2 separate regions of the Anas platyrhynchos genome follow, and region 1 is linked to region 2. Evidence: chromatin contacts called from public Hi-C data. All regions are on one chromosome and are shown on one strand. Each heading gives the region's core, a stretch centred on a gene start, on an enhancer-like site or on the middle of the called end of the contact. The rest is flanking DNA. Distances are from core to core; before and after follow the strand shown.

Region 1 (6,995 bases), core at 939-3,438, 200 kb after region 2:
AATGTGTAATATAAAGCATCATTTAATTTTTTTAAATTGAAAATTAAAAATAATGGTGTCTTTCACTTTAACCTACTTTGTCGCAAAATTATTAGGGAGGAGATTCAAATGTTTCAGCAGATATATATATTTATATTTGTCATTAGTTTGACAGATGTTTTGATTTCCATAAGGTTGTAGTAACATGAAAATCAGAAACTAATTTCTCAGGTACACTCCATATTTTTGTCTTCACTGGCTACTGTTTGTTGTTGGTTTTGTTTGTTTGTTTTGTTTTGTTTGTTTGTTTTTACCCAAATATTTCACAATGGAAACATTTGTTTAGATAGCTGAGACTGAAAAGTAAACAAACAGCATGAATCAATTCATTTCATCAATGACCCTTAAAGTGCTTCTATGGCAGCTTGACCTGGGCTGAAGTACGTAACTTACATTCAGTTTTGTCTGCATAAAAAGGATAGAGAACTATTATCTGACATAATTTCAAACTAAGCACCTGTGTGGAGAGTCAAACTGTAAGCATGTCTGAATTGCATGGGCAGTGTTTCAAATATTTCTTGCAATGCACATTTATTTGAGAACCCACTTTCCAGGCCTTGATCATAAAACAAGTCTATGCAAATAGCAATAATGTGTAGCAAGCTCAGTTTTCAACCATTTTTGAGCTTTATAAAGAAGCCCATCACTTCCCTCAAAAGACCATACCACTTCTGAATCCCTTAATGGCCCTCGCTGTGACAAATGGGACTTTGCTTCTTTGCCTGACCTGGGCAAGGAATACCCCAGCGCACTCCTGGAGGGGTCCCGCAACCCCACCACACCTCAGGTTACTTGTTCTGCCTCCCTCCTCACAGTGGGAAGAACTGTGTTCAGCAGGGCACCCCCAGCAATGTTTCAGGTCTGTTTCTTTTCAGACATTTATGCTCCTGTGCAGATATGTGAGGAAAGAGAAGTGACCAACCATGAGGAGATCACTGCAGTCTGTCCATTCCTGGAGCCTCTCTCTGCCATGAGCCTCGCTGAGGTGAGGGCAGCTCCCTGTGCTGTGGGACAGCGCTCCTGGGGAAATGGGCTCCTTGACTGTCTTTATCTTCAGAGACCTTCAGGCACCCACTGAGAGGCTTCTGGGCTCAGGACAGAGATCAGGGCTTGGCCACATACTGGAGAGCTTGGGGTGTGTCAGTATCCTGGCCGTGCCCAGGCAGGCCTGGCACCACAGAGCTTCCTCAGCACTCCTCCTCCTGCCACTTGCATCTCTTCACTACCAGCCTCCCTCAGCCGGCCAGAGGCTCCCTTGCGGATGCAGCCAGGTCCTCACACATAATGGCCACGTTTGTGTGTGTTTTGGGTTTGTGTGGCAAGGTTTTGGTAGTGGGGGAGCAGCAGGGGCAGTTTCTGGCAGTTTCTGTGAGGAAAGCCCAGGAGCTGCCCCACGTCAGGTAAGAGCTGGTTCTGTCTGTCTCCAACAGAGACTTGCCGCTGGCCAGAGCCAAGCCAGTGAGCGACGCTGGTGGCACCTCTGTGGCGATGTATCTAGGAACAGGCAAGAAACGCTGTGCCACAGCTGTGTGAGAGAGGAGTGAAAACGTGAGAGAAGCAGCCCTGCAGACGCCAAGGTCAGTGAAGGAGGAGGGCAGGAGGCGCTCCAGGCGCTGGAGCAGAAGTTCTCCTGTGGTGTGTGGAGAAGCCCCTGGTGGAGCAGGTGGACGTGCCCTGAAGGGAGCTGCCGCTCTGTGGGACCCGTGCCGAGCAGCCCGCTCCTGACGGGCGGATCCCGTGCCACAGAGCCCCGCGGAGCAGCCCTGCCGCGGGAGGGACCCCTCGCGGGACAGCCCCCACGGCCAAGTGTCGGAGCTGAAGCGCTCGGGGCTGGCCACTATTCCCCGCCCCGCTCGGGAAGAAGAGGCAGAGGAGGGCGGGCGGGAGGAGGGTGTTTCCAGTTTGTTTTCAGCTCTCACTGCTCTGCCGTTATTAATTAATTAATTAATTTTCCTCAAGCCAGTGCTGTGCCCGTAAGGACAACTGGTGACCGCCCGCCCTTATCTCGAGCTTTTTTCCGTCCCGCTGAGGGGCGCGGCAGCAGCACCCCCCCCAACCCGCTTGGGGCTGGGCGGGCCGAGCCGCGGGGAGCGGCCGGGAGGAGCCGAGCCCCGCCTGGGGCGGGCGCGGCCGCCACGTCATCCCGGAGCCGCCCCGCCCGCTCCGGCCCCGAGCCGGATCCCGGTGCGGGCCGCCCTTCCGCCGGCAACGGGGAGAAGGCGCCGCCGCCCCATGCTGCTCCGCGCCCGGCCCGCCGCTGCCGCACGCTGAGAGCCGCGCTGCGGGCACGGCCCGGCCGGGGAGCGGAGCGGAGCGGAGCAGGCGGCGACCCCGCCCCGGGCGGCCCCCGGCGCCTCCCGGCCTCGCCGCTCCGTTACCTCACGGCCGCGGCCCTGCGGCGGCCCCCGCGCCCGGCCGGTCTGCCAGAGGCTGAAAGCACCGGCCCTGGGAGAAGCGTCCCCCCGGGGTGCTGCGAGTAAGTGCGATGGAGGAGCGGGCCGGAGGCAGGACGCGCTTGGGCCGGCCGCCTGGTTAAGGCTTTGCTTCGTTGCCTGAGTCAACAAGGCGCTGAATGCAGGGCTGGTCTGTTAGTTGAGTGGCCTTCGGGAAGCAGGTAGCTCGCCGTCAGGAAACTTCATGTGCAGACCGCAAAACCTGGCGATGCAGCTCTTTACTCGTGTATATTGAATTACTTGAAGTATATACTTGTTTGTTTTTCCCCCCTTTTTTATAGATTGGAATTCTTGTGAGAGTTGTGATGTGAAGTAGGACAACCAGGATTTTGAAGAGGTCTGTCATAAGTACAGCCCATCTCCAAACATCAGTGGATTTACCAAAGACTCTTCTCAAAGCCTGCTCAAATCAGAACCTGTAAACTTTCCAGAAGCTTCACGATGGAGTTTGTATTGTCCAAAGGAGATCATACCAGATACTTGAGATTTTTACTGTTAGTTTTAGTATGTGCAATAGTTCTTGTGTGCACTGATCAGGACTACTATAGTTTACTTGGAGTATCCAAAGAAGCAAGCAGTAGAGAAATAAGACAAGCATTCAAAAAACTGGCATTAAAGTTACACCCTGATAAAAATCAGGTAAGTTTCATCTTTAACAGGTCAATGATGTTGAGGTAAGGGGTCTTAATGTTTAAACAGGATGTGTTTTTACTTTATCTAAAATGTTTCTCTGTTCTTGTGAAGTAATGTACAGAGCTGGCAATGTGGTTTAGCTCAGATTTTCTGTAGAGAAGATCTGACCATGAGGGGTTGACTGGTAATATACGTGGTTCTGTTGACATTTGGGTCATGTCAAATTGCTGAAGGAAAAATGCAGTATCATTTACTTCTTGGTTGCATTTTTGTAAATACAAGAAAACATGTATCTGTACCATATTACCTTGTTGGTAAACTGATGAGTTTATCTTTTTCTATTTAGCTTGGGGGACATCACCGTTTCCCTACTGTGAAGTCTCAACCAAAGAGCAAACAACACCAGCCTGTCTTGAGACATCAGTCTCCAGGTGTCAAACAGAACAAAGCAGAAATTCTAGGACTGCCAAGGCCTAATGAAGGAGGGTAAAAAGGAGCTGTAGGGTGACTAGAGAAACATGACTGGGAATGGTTCAGTGTGTGATACCATATTTTCCAAAGTACAAAGAAATAATTTTTTAAAACTTAATTGCCATAATTTTTTTTCAAGATTTCCTTAATTAATCAGAAGTTCATGGGAAATATGGTGTTTGGCACTTATGTGCTAAGTATTATGTGCAGCTACACCTGCACAGAGACACACAGGACACTGATGTGCTGTGTAGGCTCATGGCCTGCCTGCACATAGTACAAACGATGTTTTTACAATGGATATGAATATGACAAAGCTCAAAGAGAAAGCCAGATCCCAACCAAGTTAGAAATGCCAGTTTGTACCTATTAACAGCAAGCTATGGTTTCACTGGGTTAAACGTTCAAAATATTAATATTTCAGATCAGATTCTATAGCTTCGATGTATGCCAATATTACTGAAATACAACAAACAATTTTTCAACATATTGCTTGCAACATTGAAGATGATCGGAGACGATGAAGCCATTACACAAATTCCATAATAGCAATTCATTTCATGTGCATCTATGTAACTACGTGAAGTATTTTTAAGAATGAAGTATCTTTAAGGAAGTGCCTTTTGAATGAAATGTGTAAGCAGAAGTAAAAAAGGTGGGAGAGATCACTACAGATCTTGTTCACCACTGTTACACTGCACCAGCTCAGGACCCAAACTGGAGTTCCAAGTACATTTTTCACTATTCTAATTCTTAAGAACCCAGAATACCTAGAACTAAGAATGCTTTTCAGATAAGTAAAGGAGCCTATAAGCCATGAGATATAGCAAGTCTCCGTTCTTAAGGATTTTTGGTGTGTGTTGTGTTTTTTTTTTTCATTCCTCTGCATTTGCAAAACAAGGTCCATTATATACAAGTATACAAGTATCCAAAGTAATAAGAGAAAATAGGGAATGTATTTTTTTCAAGTTCGTATACCAGTATAACTCATTTAATCTACTGAGCTGAGCTCAGAAGGACAAAATATTTTCAGCTGGGAGATGCACTGACAGTGTTTTACTTGTTGGAAGAAGCATCCTGCTAAATTTGCATGTATGCCCCCACTTCTCCTACACACACATTGTGTATTCTTTTCAAGGGAATAGAAGTTGCACAGGAAACTTAATCTGAAAGGAGAGGAGGTCAAACAAAAGTTAGGAGAGTTGAAAGAAGAGGCATCACTGGAGAATGTTACAGCTTCCTAACAGTTTGCTTTGTATTTCAGTTGGTACCTTAGTGAGAATGAAGAAATGAGAAGGATATGCATTGGGCTTTAGGAAAGGAAAACTTTACTGTAGTTTGTTTGGAGACCACTAGTGTCAGCTTCCACTGCAACTGGCAAAAAATTTTCAAAGATTATTTTCTCAGCGTTACCATGCGGTTTATTATTTACTAATTATAGTTTTTCCTTAAATAGAATGATCCAAATGCACATGAAAATTTTTTGAAAATAAATAGAGCCTACGAAGTACTTAAAGATGAAGATCTACGGAAGAAGTATGATAAATATGGAGAGAAAGGCCTTGAAGATCAGCAGCAAGGAGGTCGTTATGAAAGCTGGCACTTCTATCGTTATGATTTTGGTAAGTGACGATGTGTGTTTGTGATTTGTTTATGGCAGTCACAAGGAAATGCTATATTCAGATCTATATCAATCTTATTATAAACTTCTGGTGTATCCTGTCCAGACTTCTTCTTGCTTGGCTGTTCTGTTGCTGTCATTTTCATTCTGAGGCAATTTTTTATTTATCATGTAAATGGCTACCCACAAAATAACAACATGATGCTCTATCTACCTAGCCCTTTGTTCCTGCTGCCTATCTTGCCTATCTTCTTACTCTATGTCAGGTGCTTAGGTGCTTTTTTTTTTTAAAAAAAAAAAAATTCCAATGTTACTGTTTCATTGGTATTCTTTTTGGTATAGGAATTGCATTCTCAAGCGGATTTTGAGAGGAGATTTCTGCACTGGCAAGCCCATTTTTACATTCACTTACACAGTTAGAGATCAGTAAAGAGGTAGAAGAAAATGAAGAAAAATAATAGAATAATAAATTAAATAACTTGTCTCAAGATCATTTTATGTTTATCTCAACAGAGCTTTCATAGGTGTGGGGAAAACGGGGGGATGAACTATTTTCAGAGCCACTTTGACAGAAGTAAGTTTAAAACAGGCAGTTGAGGAACATGGCTTGATTGACGTGAAAAAGAAAGGTGAAATGAACCTCCACCCTGGCAAAATAGTCAAAGCCAGTAGTTTTTTCAGTGTTTTTTTTTTTTTTTTTTTCCCTTGTGTAGGTTGATGTAATATGTTCCCATCTCTTAAAAAAAAAGTCTGTGCAGTTTGGAATTGATTAAATTAGAGGCAACTATCACAAAAAAAAAAAACGGAAATCACTCTAGGCAGCACTGCTTGATTGAGAAACGGTATCCTTGAAAGTCTATTAACCAGTCATTTGGAGTAGTATATATACAAGAATACATCCACATATATATAAGTGTATGTATAAATACAGACTTAATATTTATAATTTTTTTTAAGTGCGTGGGTGAGCGTAATGTATTGCATTATATATGAATGGATAGTAACGTAAAAACTATCCTGTCAACCGTGGAAAGTAATTTCTTGTCATTTATTTGTATTTAATGCTTGTATACCTCAGGTGAAATGGGATCTCAACATGTTAGGTACTGTAAAAGAACTGTAGTCATAGTAGCATAATATAATGTATAGTACTTTTGGTATCTCGTTAATGGCTTTCTTGAGTACTTGAAGTAGTATACCAGTTGCAGTGATGCTCTAGGTAGAACTATGTAGCTTTTTAGGAAAACTGCTGTTCTTTATTTTGTGCACTTTATTCCACTGTTTGCACACTCTATTAGTGAAAAAGGTTGTGGCTTAAACACCTTTTTGTTGTAAACAGTTTAGATAACCAGAGGCTCAGAGAAGACATTCAAGCTTCCAGACATTACATATAGTGCTCTTACTGATAGCTGGAGCTTCTTGAATTATAATCTGGCAACTAGTTGATACTATTCCTAATAGGCTTGCTGTAACACCATGACTATCTCCTAGAAGCCTGTTGTTGATAGGAAGTGGTAGTTCAATTTTCTTGCACACTCAGTAATTGGTCTACTAAAATACCAAAAGAACTCTTCTGTTCTGCTGATGGCTTTTGTAGCGTGAAGACAAGACATCTCATACGGGATTAGACTTAGGTTACATATTACTAAATAAATATGGCTTAGTTATAAAAACCTCTCTCTGCCAGCCTGCTGTTTTCACTTGTGTACTGCTTTCTGTTTCCTGTGTTGTGAATAAAATTATGGTTTGCTTCTTCTTTTTAAAAATGTTGAAATTAA
Region 2 (6,744 bases), core at 630-3,129:
TTCTTTTCCTGGCCTTTCTGTAATAAGAAACAGATCTTTCAGCTACCATCATCTGTACAGTAGAGGGCTTAAATGAGACTCTTCTGTCTCCAGCGACTGCACTGCTTTAGCATGTCCTGACTTACCAAGAGTGGAGAGGAAAAACACAAAAGCCATGTGTAAGTGGAACACCAAGAATCAGTTAACGGCAGCTACTGCCAGAGCACCATACCCCAGTAAAGCTAAAGTCTGTTGAATCACATCAGTATTTGTATTGCTCTATTGAAAATAAGCTATAATAATTTACCCTTATGGAAAGTTGCAATGACATTGAAGCATTAAGAATTAGCAAACTACTGAATTAGAGAGGAAGGCTTTTCGGCTTCACTAAGAATGAAATGATTTGAGGATTTTTTAAGTAAGAATGTTACTTGATGTTATGGACTCCCTTTATATATTACTACAAGACTTTGATTTCTAGGCTTGTCAGTTTTCTTTTTTACTGGAAAACCAGGCTCCACAAAGTAGGGACAAAAGACCTAACCCAGGACAACACTGGAAGGAAATGCATCTTCCCAAAAGACATGTTCTCACGTCAGCCATTTTAAAGAGAGGAGGAAGAGAGCAGCAGTAAAGATCAAAACTGTGCAGAAAGCAAGAGGACTGATCCTGGTGCCTCTGGGACTCTAAAGAAATTTCCAAGAGTTCCCAAACAACCATGGCTGGCTTTTCCAAACCCAAGAATAGATCACAGCAACCCACAGAGTTATCTAGTCACCAGCCCCTTCCACGTTCAATTCCTGAGGCAGATTTCATCACAGATTTAGAAGTATAAAAAATTACTGCAAACCATATAATCCAGTGGCACTCGATGCCACAGCATTATGTCATACAGGGAATGTAAGGAAAGGCTTTATTGTCCACTGGTATATGTTGTGGGGGGACATGTAACAGGTCCTGCTCTTGGGTTCAGTCACAGTTCCTCAGTCTGATTTACCAGACACCACAAATACTAAATATTTCCTGCCACTCTTGGCTCAGACCGGTCACTGTACTTCCTCAGACCTCAGAAAATTTCTCTTACCACAGTTCTTAACACTTTTCTGCATTAGCTCAAAACTGCTTGTGATCTAAACATTTTAGCACTACAATTAAAATCACTGTCTCTGGTACTACATGGGGCTCTGTTAGCCCTCTGAATTTATTTTTCTCCAACAGATTAATACAGTCTATTAGGGTAGATTTCATGTGCCAAAGTGTCACTCAGTTTCCATGACTGTCACACATGTCCTCCTAACACCCACCCCTCCTCGTGGCCGCTAAATCAGATTAATATGCCATCAGATTTTTGCATTTCAGCAGCTTTTACTCATCTTATTAGGGAGTCTGCAGAGATAATCTTTCAGACAAAATGGAGCTGAACCCTGTGGTTATTGTGACTGGAAAGATGCAGGACTGAAAGTGCCTGAGGGGGGCCTGCAGGTATGATGCCGAGGTCTTTCAGAAGAGACATTTGTTATTCAAAGCTGCAGCCAATGGGTAAATAAAAAAAAAAAAAAAAAGCTGATCCTCACTACAAAGATACAAATTGTTTTTTTCCTTATTTTTATTATCAAAATTAAGCACAAGACAGTGTGAGAGCCTTGCAAAGTTTTTCGAGCCATGCAGCACTATGCTTAGGCAAAAGGTGTTGAGGACAGTTTGAAACTGATTGCTTTCCATACAAATAATGCAACTTTTGTTCAGGTCCTGTAACAGTTAACTCATCACATAAGCATACACTGGGAAGAATGAATAGCACTGCTGGTCATATTATTCTGAAGTTGAACAACGTTAGCATGCTTTAATGATGGGCCTATCCAACTGGCAGCTAGACCCTTGGTCTGTACACTGCATTCCCTGCAGTGTACTCACCATGTGGTGAGTGTCCTAAGCTGTCTGTGCCTCTGTGCAAATTTTCTGTGTTCTAAGTATAACTGCATCATGAAGTATCTTATATTACACTTAAATCTTTCCCAACAAGTTGTTTCTTACAGGTTTTTCAATAGGCCAATAATTCCCAGATCTTAGAATCCATTAAGCAAACATCTTCCCTAATGTAACAACCTCTCAGAGTCATCTGAGCATTTTACTGTCAGTTTGCTACAACTATCACAATTCAAATAGGAGCGGCCGTCACTACTAGGTGTTGAAAAAATGCAGAAATGGTCTCTTTATCACTGTGTTGAACAAAGACAGATTATCTGGTGATTAGGGGTTTGGAATATTAATTAAACATCAAGGCTTTCAAATTAGAATCCCAGATGTTTGATCATTATGGTAATTCCCTGTTAACATAATTCCCCGAAAGGCCTGAGAAACATTCCTCTAATTCTCCAGTGGTGAAAGGTTGAGGACCCTTAGGCTATAGAGGACTGAGCTACTCTGCATCAATTATACAAGACATGGCCTTTTTTTTTTTTTTAGAAAAATGGAACCATCTTATTTTGTGAACCTTTTGGTAAGGAAGCTCTCAAACTACTGCCTGGGTAGATAAGCGCTTTCCTTATTAATACAGGCTTTCCCAAAATAAGGCACTTTGCTGCTTGCACAAGCTGCTTGCTCTGAGTCATCAGTCTCAAGAGCACCATTTCAGGGAGCAGTAGCACCAGCAGCTGGACCTGCTGGATCTCCAGGAAGCTGCCCTGAGTACAACCCTGCCAGTGTATCTTGGTCTTCTGCTCTGGCCTGTCTGAGTACAGGAGTCAGACCATCTACCTCAGCACCTGCTGCCTCCACTGAACTGTCTCCCAGACAGTGCTCCACCTGTAGCCTTACTCTTATAAGGTGAGAAGATAGAACAAGTCCAGGTCATGCTCAGGAGACTGCAAGGATTATTGTTAGTTTTTGTTTGTTTTTTGTTCATCTGTATTACTACACTGTATTATAGGGATAACTTCTCCTGAGTCTGGGATCTGATCTGGTGGTTTGGGAACAACATATGGTGTTTGCAGACCTATGGACAAGAATGCAGATGGTTCTTTTAAAAGCACAAGTACTGTTAGTCAGAGTCAGTTCAGGAAGTGTTTGGAGGTCTACGCTAACAGCTAGCCTGCTTGTTACCACTGCATGCTGTCCTCATACATGTCACTCTCTCAGCACACTCAGCTCTTCGGGGTTTGTAATAAATTATCTTTCCAAAAATAATGACAGAAACAACATTCTTTTCACCTGGCAGTGATTTATCCCTGGTATCTTCCCTCAGTAGGTGCTCCTACTAACATATGAATAAAATACAGCTTCGTACATATGTCCAGAGCAACCTAAACGCTTCTCGGCAACAGTCAGAAACACTAGCATGAGATCCTGACAGAACAAGGCAAATGATCCTGACAGAACAAGACATGAGATCCTGACAGAACAAGACAAATTATCTCAGGTTCAAGGTCTCAGGCTATTCACTTACAAACTTAGTCAAACTTGAGAGCAATCTGAAAGGAATTTCAAGTGGAAAGGGTTCAACATTTTTTCATTCTTTACTATATGCTAATTTGGCACACTCTGATTAAGGATTTTTAGTCTTTTCAGGGCGCAACATCAGAGAAGATATATTGCTAGTCTGAACCAATGTGGGAAGATTGCTTATTCTTATTTTGTAACAAGGAACATATGTGCTACCTTAGATAGTGCTCCATAGAAGATATTAATTTAGTGAAAACTTTTCTTCTTTTCCAGCAACACTTGGAGTACTCCATGTGTGCAGCACACATGGAGTAAAAGTATTAATTGCAATGCAAAAACATGAATGGAAAATATCTTAACTTTCACAAAACCTATAAAATCCCTCCATAGCTTTTATATAAAAAAACCTTATCATATGTGTATTAATAAAATAGAAATCTGTACTCAAAAGTATTTGCACTATTCACAAGGTCCCTCTAGATTCTAACCAGCTACCATGAAGGTCTTCATGCTGTGATCCAGTCAACTATAGATGTTGCTGCAAGTGGCCTCTTTATGGGAGCAGTTTTCTATAAATCTCTTCCTTGTTCTCACAGAGGTTTTGCAAAACAGATTCAGCCAAAATCACACAGAACAGATATCATTCATCAAGGTCTAGCCTCTACACCAGACACCTCCACTTATCCATCAGTTTTCCTAATGTATGTTCTACTGTAATACCATAATTCTGTTCAGAAAATACCTAGACATACTTCATCAGGTGGTGGAGGAAAATATGGGGATCCTAGAATCTGAATAACTAAAATCTCAACAAGGTCCATAGAGGTCTTGAACATTAATAAATCTATTTCTCCCTGTAAAAAACCTTCCTGATTTCTTGGATCTTGCTGGGCCTCACAATAAGATTGACTGTATACTCTATAACTGTATACTCTATAACCATGACTCTATAACCATTTACCCTCAAAGAGTTCTTAAATCTCTTACTGTGAGAAGCTCTGTCTTTTCTATGGCTGTTAATAGTCCAGTTTAACTTAACTGAGTCTATCACTAATTTATAGAGCACTACTAAGTACTGAAAACGAAGAAGAAATTAGCTTTTGATAGCAGTGTACACCTCCAGAGTAATGTAGCAGAATGCTGATGTACCAAAATCAAACTGGCTTGTTAGTAGTAGATGTAACTGGAAGTGGCAAACTTCCGGACAGCAAGTTCTTCATTCTTCCACACTGAAGGATGTTGGATGTAGATAGCCCAGGACCACTTGATTTCTGTAGGCTGTAGCTAGCTGGTCCATGGCCTACTCCTGCCAGCCATGGATCATCATAAATTAGCAGTTTTGTCCTTTTGACCACACAGTATTAGTTGGACAATATCAAAAGAGGCAATTGATCATATGAAATTGCTTGTGCAGAAGTGACAATATGAATTACATCTCCTCCTCAGCTGCCATTTCTGCCTAACTCTCAAGTCACCATCACCATATAAGTAAGGAAGCTTGTTCTTACTTAATATTCTCTTAATGAGAGAGAAAAAAAATGCTGCTTTGGATGATGGGGTGAGAGACAAGGCTGTACATACCAATGTATCATTCCTGACAGTCAGTATTAGATCATGTTCAGTTCTTCACAGCAGTGAAACACTATGCTAAAATGCTCTAGGTACTTGGAAACAGCACAAACTGTGTGGACAGTATGTTCTCAAATGGCATTCAGTTAACCTGGATCAAGGTTATAAATTGTGTTCACACAACAATTACCACAGTCATTTCACTTAGATAACTGCAACCCCAGAAAAATTTTCAGTTACGGCTCATGAACTAAGATGTTTGATGTAGGTTTGTTATTATTAGCTAACAACTGGCAAATCAAAAGTCACTTTTGGACTTATTTGAGTCTAATACAATCTGTGATTGCCAAAATATTTATTTTGGGTTATTTAAATAATTGTCTACAGCATAGTGCCAAGAAACCTGTGATAAAGAATTTTGTTCCATACAGTGCAGAACAAATAGCATTTCTAATAGCAAAGTATCATTTTTATGTTTCTTAACAAATGCAGCAAAACATCATACTTTGAATTGTTGGCTTTGGCATTTAAGGCAGATGTCAGCATCAGTTAGATGTCAGCATTAGCATTAATATGCAAAAATGCACTTTTTCAAACCATCCCTCTAAAGATAAACTGAGTAACACAGAGCCTTGTTACATGGGCTGTAGGATTTCCTCTCATAGCCTGGCTACCTACATCTCTCTAAGACTCCTGAGAGAACAAAACAGGGCCATCTAAACAAATATGAAATAAAATCAATGAATACAGTACAACTATGTATTTTTATAGGGAGAGGGAAAATAAAAAAATAAATTATAAGAGATAGTAGGGAGTAAACTATAAAAACATCCCTCCTTAGTATATCATACCGTCCTCTGCTAATTTCTTCCATCTTTCTTTGTTTGCTTGAATGATCTGCATCAAGTTGTTCTTAAAGCTTGTTAGGTCTACAGTTGCTAGAGAATTTTCTGTGTGAGTCCCTCCATCACTTGCTGTAGTTTTAAAATTGTGTCGTCTTTGTGTTTCAGCATTGCTTACTGCTCCCAAACTATTCAGGCTGCAAAAGGGAAACACACAAAAAAAAATAATAAAAGTATGAATTAGGTACTCAGTAAGGTAGTTTTTAACAATACACTAAGAGTTGATTTGAGTCAAATTCCTATAGGTAATCACTATATAGAAATAAGAGTGCTCAACAAAATATGCCTAAAGAGTAAGCCTAAGATACAAGATATTTCTGCAACTCATGAAGCTGTAACCTGGGAATGATTCTTATCAACCTTTCTCCATGAAAGCTATGGAGTGGGGGTTGTGGAAATACGTTACTTGTAGGTTGAATCTCGAAAGAAGGTTTATGTAACCATTTTGGAGCAGCTTCTTGGCTATGTTTTTAATCAGTATCTTTGAGGGCTCACAGGAAAAACATGTGATAGCTATTTGTTGACCCATTTGAAAAAAGCAAGACATGACAATACATTGGCAGATAAATGAGTTTATCTTCAGCTAAAATTTCTCTTCAAGGTACAATGCTTTCAATTGTAGACAAAACAGAGTGTAGTACAGTGGCAATACAATCCAACCCTTCAAAATAATATGGAAAACTAAAATATCCAGAACTTTATTAAAATAAATGATAATAAAAAAATGGCATTAACCACCACTTACAGGCTACTACTGCAGCTACCTTACAAGTGTACAGGCCATTTGTATGTGAATATGCAGATACATGTAAAGGTAAAGAAAAAAAATATTTTTTTAGGATGTAAATTAATT

What was found. A called contact is a pair of places that touch in the nucleus more often than the background predicts.
Region 1: a Hi-C map of skeletal muscle shows a contact between it and region 2, with 4 times the contacts expected there. The contact joins the promoter of DNAJC10 here to the enhancer-like site in region 2. A contact is called at or near these places in 3 of 8 Hi-C or Micro-C datasets (F1 follicle, skeletal muscle and subcutaneous adipose tissue).

What each region holds. Positions count from the first base shown.
Region 1 is chr7:25,836,655-25,843,649 of IASCAAS_PekinDuck_T2T, forward strand. DNAJC10 (DnaJ heat shock protein family (Hsp40) member C10) reads left to right here and starts at 2,189. Exons shown (of 23, transcript XM_005016814.6): 1 at 2,189-2,515; 2 at 2,774-3,131; 3 at 5,053-5,218. The coding sequence starts at 2,934. All of the region lies in intron 1 of PDE1A (phosphodiesterase 1A), which reads right to left.
Region 2 is chr7:25,638,447-25,645,190 of IASCAAS_PekinDuck_T2T, forward strand. It overlaps PDE1A (phosphodiesterase 1A), which reads right to left. Exons shown (of 18, transcript XM_027461479.3): 15 at 5,841-6,028. Among named protein-coding and RNA genes, the nearest start is that of PPP1R1C, 74 kb to the left of the region's middle. Within about 2 kb of position 1,880, at least 1 of the 8 cell types and tissues checked has an H3K27ac peak or open chromatin away from gene starts, as enhancers often do.